Linked DNA regions of Mus musculus: region 2 is linked to region 1. Evidence: chromatin contacts called from public HiChIP or PLAC-seq data. All regions are on one chromosome and are shown on one strand. Each heading gives the region's core, a stretch centred on a gene start, on an enhancer-like site or on the middle of the called end of the contact. The rest is flanking DNA. Distances are from core to core; before and after follow the strand shown. Region 1 has its middle 11 kb from the start of Cd300e. Region 2 overlaps Hid1 (HID1 domain containing).

Region 1 (5,016 bases), core at 2,303-4,802:
ATGTGGCTGAATACAGGACAATTTAGTTACAAGACAAACTCAGAGCATGGGGGCTTTGGTCCCAGGCACGTAGTTCCCTTTCCTGGGGCCACAGGGCAGGGTCATGGCTCTCCTACAGTGCTAGTCCATTAGCTGTGACATCATAGGCTGCGAGGTAATGAGTGGCTGGCTGTGAGACACACTAAATACAGCCAGCCCAGAATAGTCTTTCCGAGTCTCGCACTGTCTGTTCCTCTAAGGTACCCTGTCATTTCCTGACCTCATCGCTACCCTGAAGTTTCTGTGTTGTACGAGGCACAGGGAAGGGACAGTTTAGACTCCATGGGGCAGGACAGGGGATAGCAAACTGCACTTTGTGGTTGTGTGGAATGGCTGTTTGGCTCAAAACAAATTCTTGGGCCTGAAAACAGATCTCAGTGGGCATTGCCTCTCTCAGAGCTAGTGGGGTCCTGTGGCATGGAGGTGGGGGATCTGAATAGGAGGAGTCCCTAGGTCTGTGGATATGACTTCCTTTGTTGACCAATGGACTACTTACAGTCTCATGTTCTCTCTGCTTTGTGGACCACAGGGAAGGACCACAGGGAAGGAGGTGGTAGAGAGAACGGGAAAGGGGAGATGGCTCAGTGCATCAAACGCTTGCCTTGCCTTGTAAGGATTGGATTTTGAATCCCCCAGCACCCATGTGGAACTAGGGTGGGCATAGCAGCCCACCTGTAATCCCAGAACCGGGGAGGTGGAGGCAGGGGGATTCCCCAGGACAAGCTGGCTAAGTATTAGACCGGCCAAATCACCAATCTTCGAGTTCATGGAGAGACCTTTAATTTCCTTTTTTATTGCAGCAATAAAACACCAGGACTAAAGCAACGTAGGGGAGAAAGGATTCATTTTCTCAAAAAAACCCTAGGTCTGCCATGGCAAGAGAGTCACAGCAGCAGGTACTCGAGGGAGTTGGCCACATCACATCCATAATCAGCGAGAGATTCATGAATAAGTGCTCCACTCACTTTCTTCCCTCTTCTATAGTCACTTGCCTAGGGAATGGCACCGCACATAGTGGACAAGCCTTCCCACCTTGATGGACACAATCAAGGTAACCTCCAGCAGATACGGACACAGGCCAACCTGATCTAGACAGTCTCATAGACTCTAGACTATGTCGTTGACAACACCGACCCTCCCAACTTGTCTCTGTAAATAAAGTGCAGAGGGACTAAGGAAGACGCCCAGTGTCGCCCTCTGGCTTCCACATGCGTCTCCTAGATCTATATATGTATAACGCATGTGCAAATACCACAGGCATATGTACATGCAATAAATAGATTGTATGGAGTGGAGGAAGCCTGGAGTGAAGTCCTGAGTGAATGTGTTGGTATGGGCATGTGCCATGCCAGGGATATGGCTGCAAAGATCCATGGGACATTGGCAAAGTCATTCCCATATAGGCCAGGCTCAACATGGGTAAAACCTTCCTCTGTGATTATAGATGATTGATCAGCGTGGATAAAAAACTAGCAACTGCAGCTTCCTTCTCCTCTCAGATGTTTACAGCCTGAGACTGCACCCCAACAGAGACCTCCTGGCAAGACTAGTTCCCCTGTGTTGTGCATAACAAACAACGCTGAAGTTCTGAGTTCCAACAGAAGGATGGGCCACTCCACCAGAGCGAACACACCCCAACATGACTGCAGGCTTTCTGAATGTGTGTCTGTCTGTGTATCTTTATGTCTGTGTGTCTGTGCATCTGTGTGTCTGTCCTCTCTGCATTCCCTCTCCAGCCCCAGCCAGAGTTCCAGGAATCAGACCAAGAGTGTCCTGGTAACAGAATAGAATGTGACCTTGGGTCAGAGAAGAGTGAATCTTGAAATAAGACTTAGCTGCTGTTAGTAGGAACTGTTTCTTGCGTTTGCGTATTTGTGCACACGAGCATTTGGTATGATTTGATCAACTAGAGGGAGGGCTGCACGCAAAGGCCTTCGCATCCCCGTTCTACAGTGGAAAAAAAGCAGTTTCCTGTCCCTACCTCACCTCTCACCCACCTGCTCACCCTGACGCTGTATTTACCAGGGCCTCCACTGAGATGGCATTTGAATAGATCCCTGAAGGTTTCATACCAGCAGATCCCAGGGTCTTTTTGCATATCTCCTTGGGTGCCCTCCCTCAGTCAGACTCTAGACTCATTGGCTCCGGTGGTTCTAGTGCCTGGTTCCCATCTTGGTTTGGTCACGTCCCCTTGCCTTACCGTGTGTCTCATGTTCAGTCTACATTTTCTTTCCCCCAGGGTTTTGCCCCTTTCTCCCTTTTCTTCCCCTATGCTCACTGGCTGCTTTCAGCCACTCTCAGGATTCTCAGCCCCTCTGCCCCTCCCCATGCTCGGGACCAGCTACTGCTTTTAGTCTCCGGTATCCCCCAGTTGCAAGGCTCTCCTGGGATAATAGTCAAACCACTTTCAGGTCTTCCTGGCATTTCATGCTCTTTTGAATTGAGACTCGGGAAGGGACGCCTTTCTCAGAGACACAGAAATCTGGGTCAAGTCAGTGGTTGTATTTTTATCCCTTAGGGAAAGCTGTGTGGAGGGAGCCACAAGACACAAGTAAGAGAGGCCTGGGTGGGGCTCTTTGGCTTGGTCCCCATGGTCCCCAAGCCTCAGCAGGATCCTTGGATGGTTTTTGATGAAGGTTTTCATGGTTTTTGAATTCTTCTAAAGCGAATCCCTATTTCCTTATGTGTGTTCTAGGTGAGTTTATGGTAGCTGTAAACAAAACAGTCCTGGCCATGATGGCCTCTAAGGGAACAGAGGTCCCACCCAGGCTTTGTCTGAAGCCAGTGGATGAGGGTGCCAGGGACTAAGCAGGGGTCCTGGTAAAGCAGTATGCGCTCTTAACCCCTGAGCATCTCTCCAGCCTCGGCAAAGGGGAGACTTTCCTTTCCTTTCCCTTACCCTTTCCCTTCCCCTTCCCCTTCCCCCTTCCCCCTTCCCTGCCCTTCCTCCTTCCCCCTTCCCCTCCCTTCCCCCTTCCCTTCCCTTCCCTTCCCCCTTCCCTTCCCCTTCCCCTTCCCTTCCCTTCCCTTCCCTTCCCCCTTCCCTTCCCCTTCCCCTTCCCCTTCCCTTCCCTTCCCTTCCCTTCCCTTCCCTTCCCTTCCCTTCCCTTCCCTTCCCTTCCCTTCCCTTCCCTTCCCTCCCCTCCCCTCCCCTCCCCTCCCCTCCCCTCCCCTCCCCTCCCCCTCTCCCAATCCCTTTCCCTCTCCCCCTCCCTCTCCCCCTCCTCTCTCTCATTCCCCCCTTCTCTCCCCTCTTTGTTTTTTCTCTGTGTAGCCCTGGCTGTCCTGGAATTTACTCTGTAGGCCAGGCTGGTCTCACAGAGATTCCCTCCTGCCTCTCCCTCTTGAGTGTTGGGATTAAAAGTGTGTGCCACTGTGCTGGGTCATGTGCAGATTTTTAACTGCATGATTTATTTGTAACGTTTTAGCAGGCATCTTGACCTACAGCCTAGATATCCACTTGAGGGAATGGACTTCCTGGGGACTTGCGGTCACAGCTGGCCGCAGGCCTGGGACAGGAAGGTGCCTGTTGGCAGCAGCAGCTGGGGCACAGCCCTCTGGTCAGCGGAGTGAGGCATGGAGGCAGAAGCCGAGTTTGAGAAGCTGGACTCCTGTTAGTCATTTATGGAAGCTGCCCCTCCTTCCCTTTCTTCCTCTCCCCCGCTTCTCATCCAACTCTTTTTTTTTTTATTCTCCTGCTCTTCTCTCCCCCTCTCCCCATGCCCCTTTCCTGTCTCCGAGACAGGCCAAGCATAACTACAGCTAACCACCAGGAGGGAATCTAGAAAAAATAAAAGTGACATCACATTAGTGACCATCCAGCAGGAAGTGGCAGCCCATGGCTCGATGACACAGCTGGCCATAAAATAGAGAACAGACAGCATGCTCCACCCAGGGAAACTTTGCCAAAGATCCTTCCAGTGACTTATTCTGCCTCTACCAAGCGATGTTCGGAGTGAGCCTCCAGCTTCCTCAGGAGCCTTTTCACTGTTCATTCGTTTTTCTGAAACCCAGAAGCTATCACACAGCTGCCCCGCCCCCACCCGCCATCATTTGATACCCGAATATACTCAGATTCTCTCTTTCCTCACTTTCTCTCTCGAAACGGACAGTCTGTTTTCCATGTAGACGAGGAAACAGGACTTGGTACATCTACCTGGAATACGCTCAGTGAAGGGGGCTGACGGAGCACTAGCCACTGTGTCTGGCAGGGGCGGTGTCTGGTGATTGATTAAATGTGACTGATGGAGATCTCTCCCGGGGCTGAGAACACGAGTCTCTCGAGATAGCAGGGAAGGGGAAAGCTAGCAACCTTGTAAATAAGAATGCTCTAGAAGGCTTGTCTGCAGTCCTGGGGTGGATTCTGAAGCTTGCTGTCTCTGCCACAGCTTTCTGTCTGAACATCCATCATTTGCCCCGAGGGCCAGGCACTATTCTTCCTGCTGTGAGGAGGGGTTAGTGGGGGTTGTCAGTAGATAAAGCTCTATTGTGTGTCTAGTTTGCTCTCCTGTTGTGCTTCGATCTTTGTCCTGACCAGAACCAGTTAGAGGAAGAAAGGCTTAATTCTTCCTCCAGTTTCAGGTCACAGGCTCTCACCGAGGGTGGTCAAGGCAGGGACTGCAGCAGAAAGCAGAAACCATGGAAGGACTGTTGCTTGTGTGCTTAGCTGGCTGCTTACAGAGTTCAGGACCAACTGCCCAGGATGGGCTCTCTTGTATCCATCGACAATCTGACAACCCACTCCCCCTGCCCCCAAGACAGCCGCAGGCCAATCTGCTTTGACTTGTCCTCCTCCATGACTCTTAGTTGTGTCAAGTTGATAATAAAAACCAACCAGGAGGCAGAGGTAGGTGAATCTGTGAGTTTCAGGCTAGCCTGGTCTACATAGTGAGTTCCCGGCTATCCAGGGGTACACAGTGAGATCCTGTCTCAAAACAGGGATTCTCTTGTCTTTGCCTCCTTGACACTGGGATTCCA
Region 2 (5,148 bases), core at 2,442-4,941, 290 kb before region 1:
ACCACATGTATTTTAAAGGCTTGTCTCAATAGGACCTTTGGAACTTTGTTTCTTACGTTAGTTCCTAAGTTTTGAGACAGGCACTTACTATGTAACTCTGCCTGTCCTGGAACTCACTCTGTAGACCAGGCAGGCCTCAAACTCAGAAAGATCCACCTGCCTCTGCCCGCCAAGTGTTGGGATTAAAGGTGTATGCCACTACACTCAGCCTGTTAAAATTAAAAAACAAATAAAAAACCATCTTTGTTAGGATGTGTGTGTGTGTGTGTGTGTGTGCTTGTATGTATAGGAGGGAGGTTTATATTGGCTTGAAGTGGACAACTTGTGGGAGTTGGTTTACTCCTTCCGATGAGCAGATCCTGAGTTTGATACTCAGGTCATCAGGCTTGGTGGCAAGCCCCTCTACTAACTGAGCCATATCTCAAGCCCAATGTAATTATTGCTGAAATGAGAAGAGTATAGTGGGAAATATACAGCCTGGGCAAAACAAAAGAAATTTACTGGGGTCATGTCTAGGAGTAGTAAATACAGGAGTGTGTGTGTGTGTGTGTGTGTGTGTGTGTGTGTGTTGTTGTTGAGATGAGATCTGTTGAATCCCAGGCTGTCCTTGAACTCACTCACTGTGTAGTTGCGGGTGACCTTGTACTTCTGATCTTCCCAAGTGCTGGGATTACAGGCCCTCACCTCCAGTCCTAATGTACCCAGTGCTCGAGATCCCCTCCGGGGCTTTGTGCAAGTGCTCTATCAACTGAACTACAGCCCAGCCTCAAGGCCTGTTTAAGATCTTGGATGAGTGTTGAGCTGATGTCTTGACTTGGTCCAGCAGGCAGTGGGGGTCCCCGGGGGCTTTTAGATGAAGGCTCTGTGGCTTTGGCTATTGCATGGGGTGGAGGCACTGAAGTGGGGGGGGTGATTTGGAGGCTGGGGCTCCCTGAAAGTGACTGGAGCTGCAGCATGGGCCAGCAGCGGGTGCTGAGAGGATCGTGTGGAGGTTGGTGGGTCTGGCACTGGTGGCTGTGCTGAGAAAGGGTTGCTTGTGAGAAGACAGCACCGGTGACTGTGAATGGGGTGCGTATGCCCTTTGGGGGAGAGCCTTGGTCTAGTTCCTAGACACTTGACCTACTGGTGTGGCCGTGGGATGTGATCTGGTGATGATGTCAGCTCCTCTTTTAGAGAAATGTGTGCACTTAGCCAGAGACACACAAACCCTCGGTGACACAGTGAACTTTAGAACCTAGTGGACCCTCGCCCATACACACCTATCTTGTGGCAGCTGAATAAGGTCGTTCCAGATGGGGAGGCTCCTGGGCGCTGGCTGGGATGGAGGATAACCACGGTGGCCTCCCTGCCAGGGCTCATCTGTGACTGTTGGGAAAGGTGTAACTCTGGATACTGGATCCCCCTGTAGCCCGTGGAAGCCACCGACAATGCTTTCTGGGACCAGTTCTGGGCAGACACCGCTACCTCGGTGCAGGATGTCTTTGCGTTGGTGCCGGCAGCAGAGATCCGGGCTGTGCGAGAGGAGTCACCCTCTAACCTGGCCACGCTGTGCTACAAGGTATGAGCTGTCTGGCTCCTCACAGCTGTCCCCATCCTTCCCAGAGAGGCCGAATGGCCTAGTCCACGCAGAACAAAGTACTCACATCTCACCCACAGGTTCTAGAGGTCTAGCCTCTTTGCCTCCAGTTCTCCTTGGTGGGGGTGAGGAAAAAGTAACCATGGCCCCTGCCGCCATTTATCAGAGCTTTAACTTATCTTTCCAGACACCACCTCACTTAGCTTTTCCTGTGAGGTGCTCCAGCCTCCAAACAGAGGTTTCTCTGTTACAAACGAGGTCTTAAAAAAAATTGCCGGGTAGTGGTGGCACACTCCTTTAATCCCAGCACTTGGGAGGCAGAGGCAGGGAGATTTCTGAGTTCAAGGCCAGGTTGGTCTACAGAGTGAGTTACAGGACAACCAGCGCTATTCAGAGAAACCCTGTCTCGAAAAACCAAAAATAAATAAATAAATTTTAAATTAAATTTATTTTATTTTATGTGTGTGAGTGCTTTGCATGCATGTATCTATATGTTCCGTGTACATGCCTGATGACCATGGAGAGCAAAAGAAGGCATTGGACCCCCTTGAACTAGAGTTATGGGTGGTTGTGAGACACCACGTAGGTGCTGGGAGTTGAACTCTAGGTCCTTGGCAAGGATAGCAAGTTGGGTTTTATTGTTGTTTGTTTTATTTTGTTGAGGCCCTGGATGCCTAGAACTTAATATATAGACCAGGTTGGCCTTGATCTCATAGAGATCCACCTGTCTCTGGCTTCTAGTGCTGGGAGTAAAGATATGGGCTACCAAATGTGGTAGACAATGTATTCTTAACAGCAGAGCCACTCTTCCAGCCCTGGTCTTTTTCTCTTGTTTTAACCTTTAAAAAGGGCACTTTAATATAGTATTAAACAGAAGGATTAGGAGAGAAAGAGGCTCTCAGAAGAAAGTAAGTTGTACCCAAGTGTGGGGACACACTCTGTATGAGAGGGGTACCACAGATGAGGTCTTGGCCATCCAGTGGACTGGCCTCTGCTCTCCTGATGCTCTGGGCTGTTTTTTTCCCAGGTCACAACCTTCCTGAGCTAGCTGACCTCTCCAGCTTGGGTGGCCTGAACCCAAAGGGCTCCTTCACATGCTCCTTCCTCCCTTGCTGTCTGTCCCCACAGGCTGTGGAGAAGCTGGTGCAAGGAGCAGAGGGTGGCTGCCACTCTGAGAAGGAGAAACAGGTCGTCCTGAACTGCAGCCGGCTACTCACCCGAGTGCTGCCTTACATCTTCGAGGACCCCGACTGGAGGGGCTTCTTCTGGTCCACAGTGCCCGGGGCAGGGCGTGGAGGGGTCTGTGGGCCTGGCCAAGGGGGGGTTGGAGGATCCTGGCAGGGCCACCTGTTTTTAGGAAGTATAGGGATGGGGACTTAGAGGTAGGGTACCACTGAGGGGGAAGGAGCCAGTACCAACTTTTCAGGCCTTCGGTTTCTCTCCCAAGGGGCCTAGAGCAGGGGTGCAGGGATAGGCCCATTATGTCTTTAGAAGGACCACACTATCTTCTCCCAGGCCCCATCTACTCAGGGCTTTATCTTCAGTCAAGTGCCAAGGGTTGAGACCTCATGATTCCCAAGATGTCCAGTACCCCTGGTGGGACATTTCTCATTATGCCCAGTGTTTGCCTCTGCCCTGCCCTCTTCTGGCAAAGGGAGGTTTGGGGTGAGCAGGAAGTCACTTCCTCTTTCCCTCCACTTTGTCTACCTACATGTGCCCGCTGAGACCCAGTCCCATATTCACGACACCCCCAAGCCGTGGGGCCACCTCTCCTTGGCCAGCCCCCCACTGAGCAGCCTGCATCTTTAGCAGGGTGAGGAAGAGGATGAGAACGCTCGTCCCTTGGCTGAGTCCTTGCTCCTGGCCATTGCCGATTTGCTCTTCTGCCCAGACTTCACTGTGCAGAACCACCGGAGGAACGACGTGGTGAGACACCCAGGCTGGGCTCTGATCCTGCTGGGGCCAGCATAGTTACGGTTCTCCCGAGTGCAGGGTGCAGGGTGCAGGGTGCAGGGTGCAGGGGTGGCTCAGAGGGCAGGCCTCCTAAGCATAAGTGTCCTGGGTGGGATAGGGGGTTGCACTGTTGGAGAGGAGCCAGCTGGTGTCCAGCCTGCCTGTCTCCTAGGCAGCATCACACAAGCACCTATTGTCTTCCCTGCCCGAGCTGGGAGGGGAACAGGGCTGGAACCAGGAAGCCTGTCTTTTTACTCTGGCATTCCACCAGGAATACTTTCTCCCTTCAGTCTGCCACACCCCTACTCCTCCAACCTTCCCTACCTCCTCTCCCTGCCTCAGACTGGGCTCAGCAAGTAAAATAATCAATGCAAGACTGCAGGGAAACGAGCCTTTAAAGAACTCCAACAGCACCCATTTCTCTCCTTGTCCGTTAGGAGACTGGCATGGGAGGGGAGGGCTGACCTTAGGAGAACACCGGGGTACGTTGCTGCAGCTTGGGAAGCTTAGGGAGTCAGGGCCCGCCTCACGCCGATATTTGTTTTGTGACACCCTCATCCCCTGTTACTACTTCCTGTTTCTAGGACTCAGCAGAAGATGTCCATTCCCTGGACAGCTGTGAATATATCTGGGAGGCTGGTGTGGGCTTTGCTCATTCCCCACAGCCCAACTACATCCATGACATGAACCGGTGAGCTGGACCGGGCTGGCCTGTGCATAGCTCAGAGACCCAGCCCTCTTACCATCCATCCTTGGCCTTACAGGGAGGAACAGGGGTCATTTTTTCCCCATGGGCCTGGGCCAGGGAGGTGGGTCGATGTGTCAGCCCCTTCCAGATGGAGACTGGGGTTCTCATGTAGCCTTTCCTGTCCCTCCTGCAGGATGGAGCTGCTGAAGTTACTGCTCACGTGCTTCTCAGAGGCCATGTACCTGCCCCCATCTCCAGAGAGTGGCAGCACCAACCCCTGGGTTCAGTTCTTTTGTTCCACGGAGAACAGGTGAGAGGCGGCTGGCCTTCCTAGTCTGGTTCTAGGAACCCTGTGCCAGCCCTGATGGTTTTATTTGAGGAGATGTGCTGCCCCCTGGTGTCGTGAAACTATAACTTAGCCATACATTTATTTTTTAATTATTTATTTTTATTTTGTTTACACTGGTGTTTTGACTGCATGTATGTCTGTGTGAGGGTGTTGGATCCCTTGGGACAGGAGTTACAGACAGTTGTGATTTGTCATGTGTGTGCTGATAATTGAAGCTCGGTCTTCTGAACCTTACTATCAGGGCCCCAAACTTCCTGGGGGCTCCTGGGCCAAGGTTCAGGTCTTCCATCTAGAACCGCATTGTTTAGTAGAAATATAATGTAAGGGGCTTGAAATGTAGCTCTGTGTATAGAGTGCTTGTCTACTATGCATGGAGCCCTGGATGAACTGGGTGTGGCGGCACAGGGCTGTAATCCCAGCATTCCGGAGGTGGAGGCAGATCAATCAAGAAGTTTAGGGTCATCCTTGGCTACTAGTGAGTTCTGGGCTAGCCTATGGTACATAAGACCCTTTCTTGAAAGCAAAAAGGAAGAGAACTTATATATTTTATTTAGCTCGGTACATTTAAAAACGTGAGCCTTA

The links. HiChIP or PLAC-seq counts read pairs in DNA pulled down with a chosen protein or histone mark.
Region 2: a contact with region 1 is called in a FOXA1 HiChIP or PLAC-seq map of pancreatic cancer cells. The contact joins two enhancer-like sites. A contact is called at or near these places in 13 of 39 promoter capture datasets (the 3T3-L1 cell line, 3T3-L1-derived adipocytes, the C10 cell line and 8 more), 2 of 15 datasets of contacts at CTCF or cohesin (embryonic stem cells and pro-B cells), 31 of 484 Hi-C or Micro-C datasets (B cells, the Ba/F3 cell line, CD4 T cells and 19 more), 4 of 115 datasets of contacts at active chromatin or transcription factors (astrocytes, bone marrow-derived dendritic cells, bone marrow-derived macrophages and 1 more) and 3 of 9 other capture datasets (embryonic stem cells, liver and pancreatic islet).

The regions. Positions count from the first base shown.
Region 1 is chr11:115,070,722-115,075,737 of GRCm38.p6, reverse strand. No RefSeq gene overlaps it. Among named protein-coding and RNA genes, the nearest start is that of Cd300e, 11 kb to the right of the region's middle. Within about 2 kb of position 3,552, at least 139 of the 459 cell types and tissues checked have an H3K27ac peak or open chromatin away from gene starts, as enhancers often do. A contact at or near this core is called in pancreatic cancer cells, where this site is marked.
Region 2 is chr11:115,358,049-115,363,196 of GRCm38.p6, reverse strand. It overlaps Hid1 (HID1 domain containing), which reads left to right. Exons shown (of 19, transcript NM_001346774.1): 2 at 1,409-1,558; 3 at 2,705-2,875; 4 at 3,389-3,502; 5 at 4,114-4,220; 6 at 4,411-4,527. Among named protein-coding and RNA genes, the nearest start is that of Hid1, 7.1 kb to the left of the region's middle. Within about 2 kb of position 3,691, at least 57 of the 459 cell types and tissues checked have an H3K27ac peak or open chromatin away from gene starts, as enhancers often do. A contact at or near this core is called in pancreatic cancer cells, where this site is marked.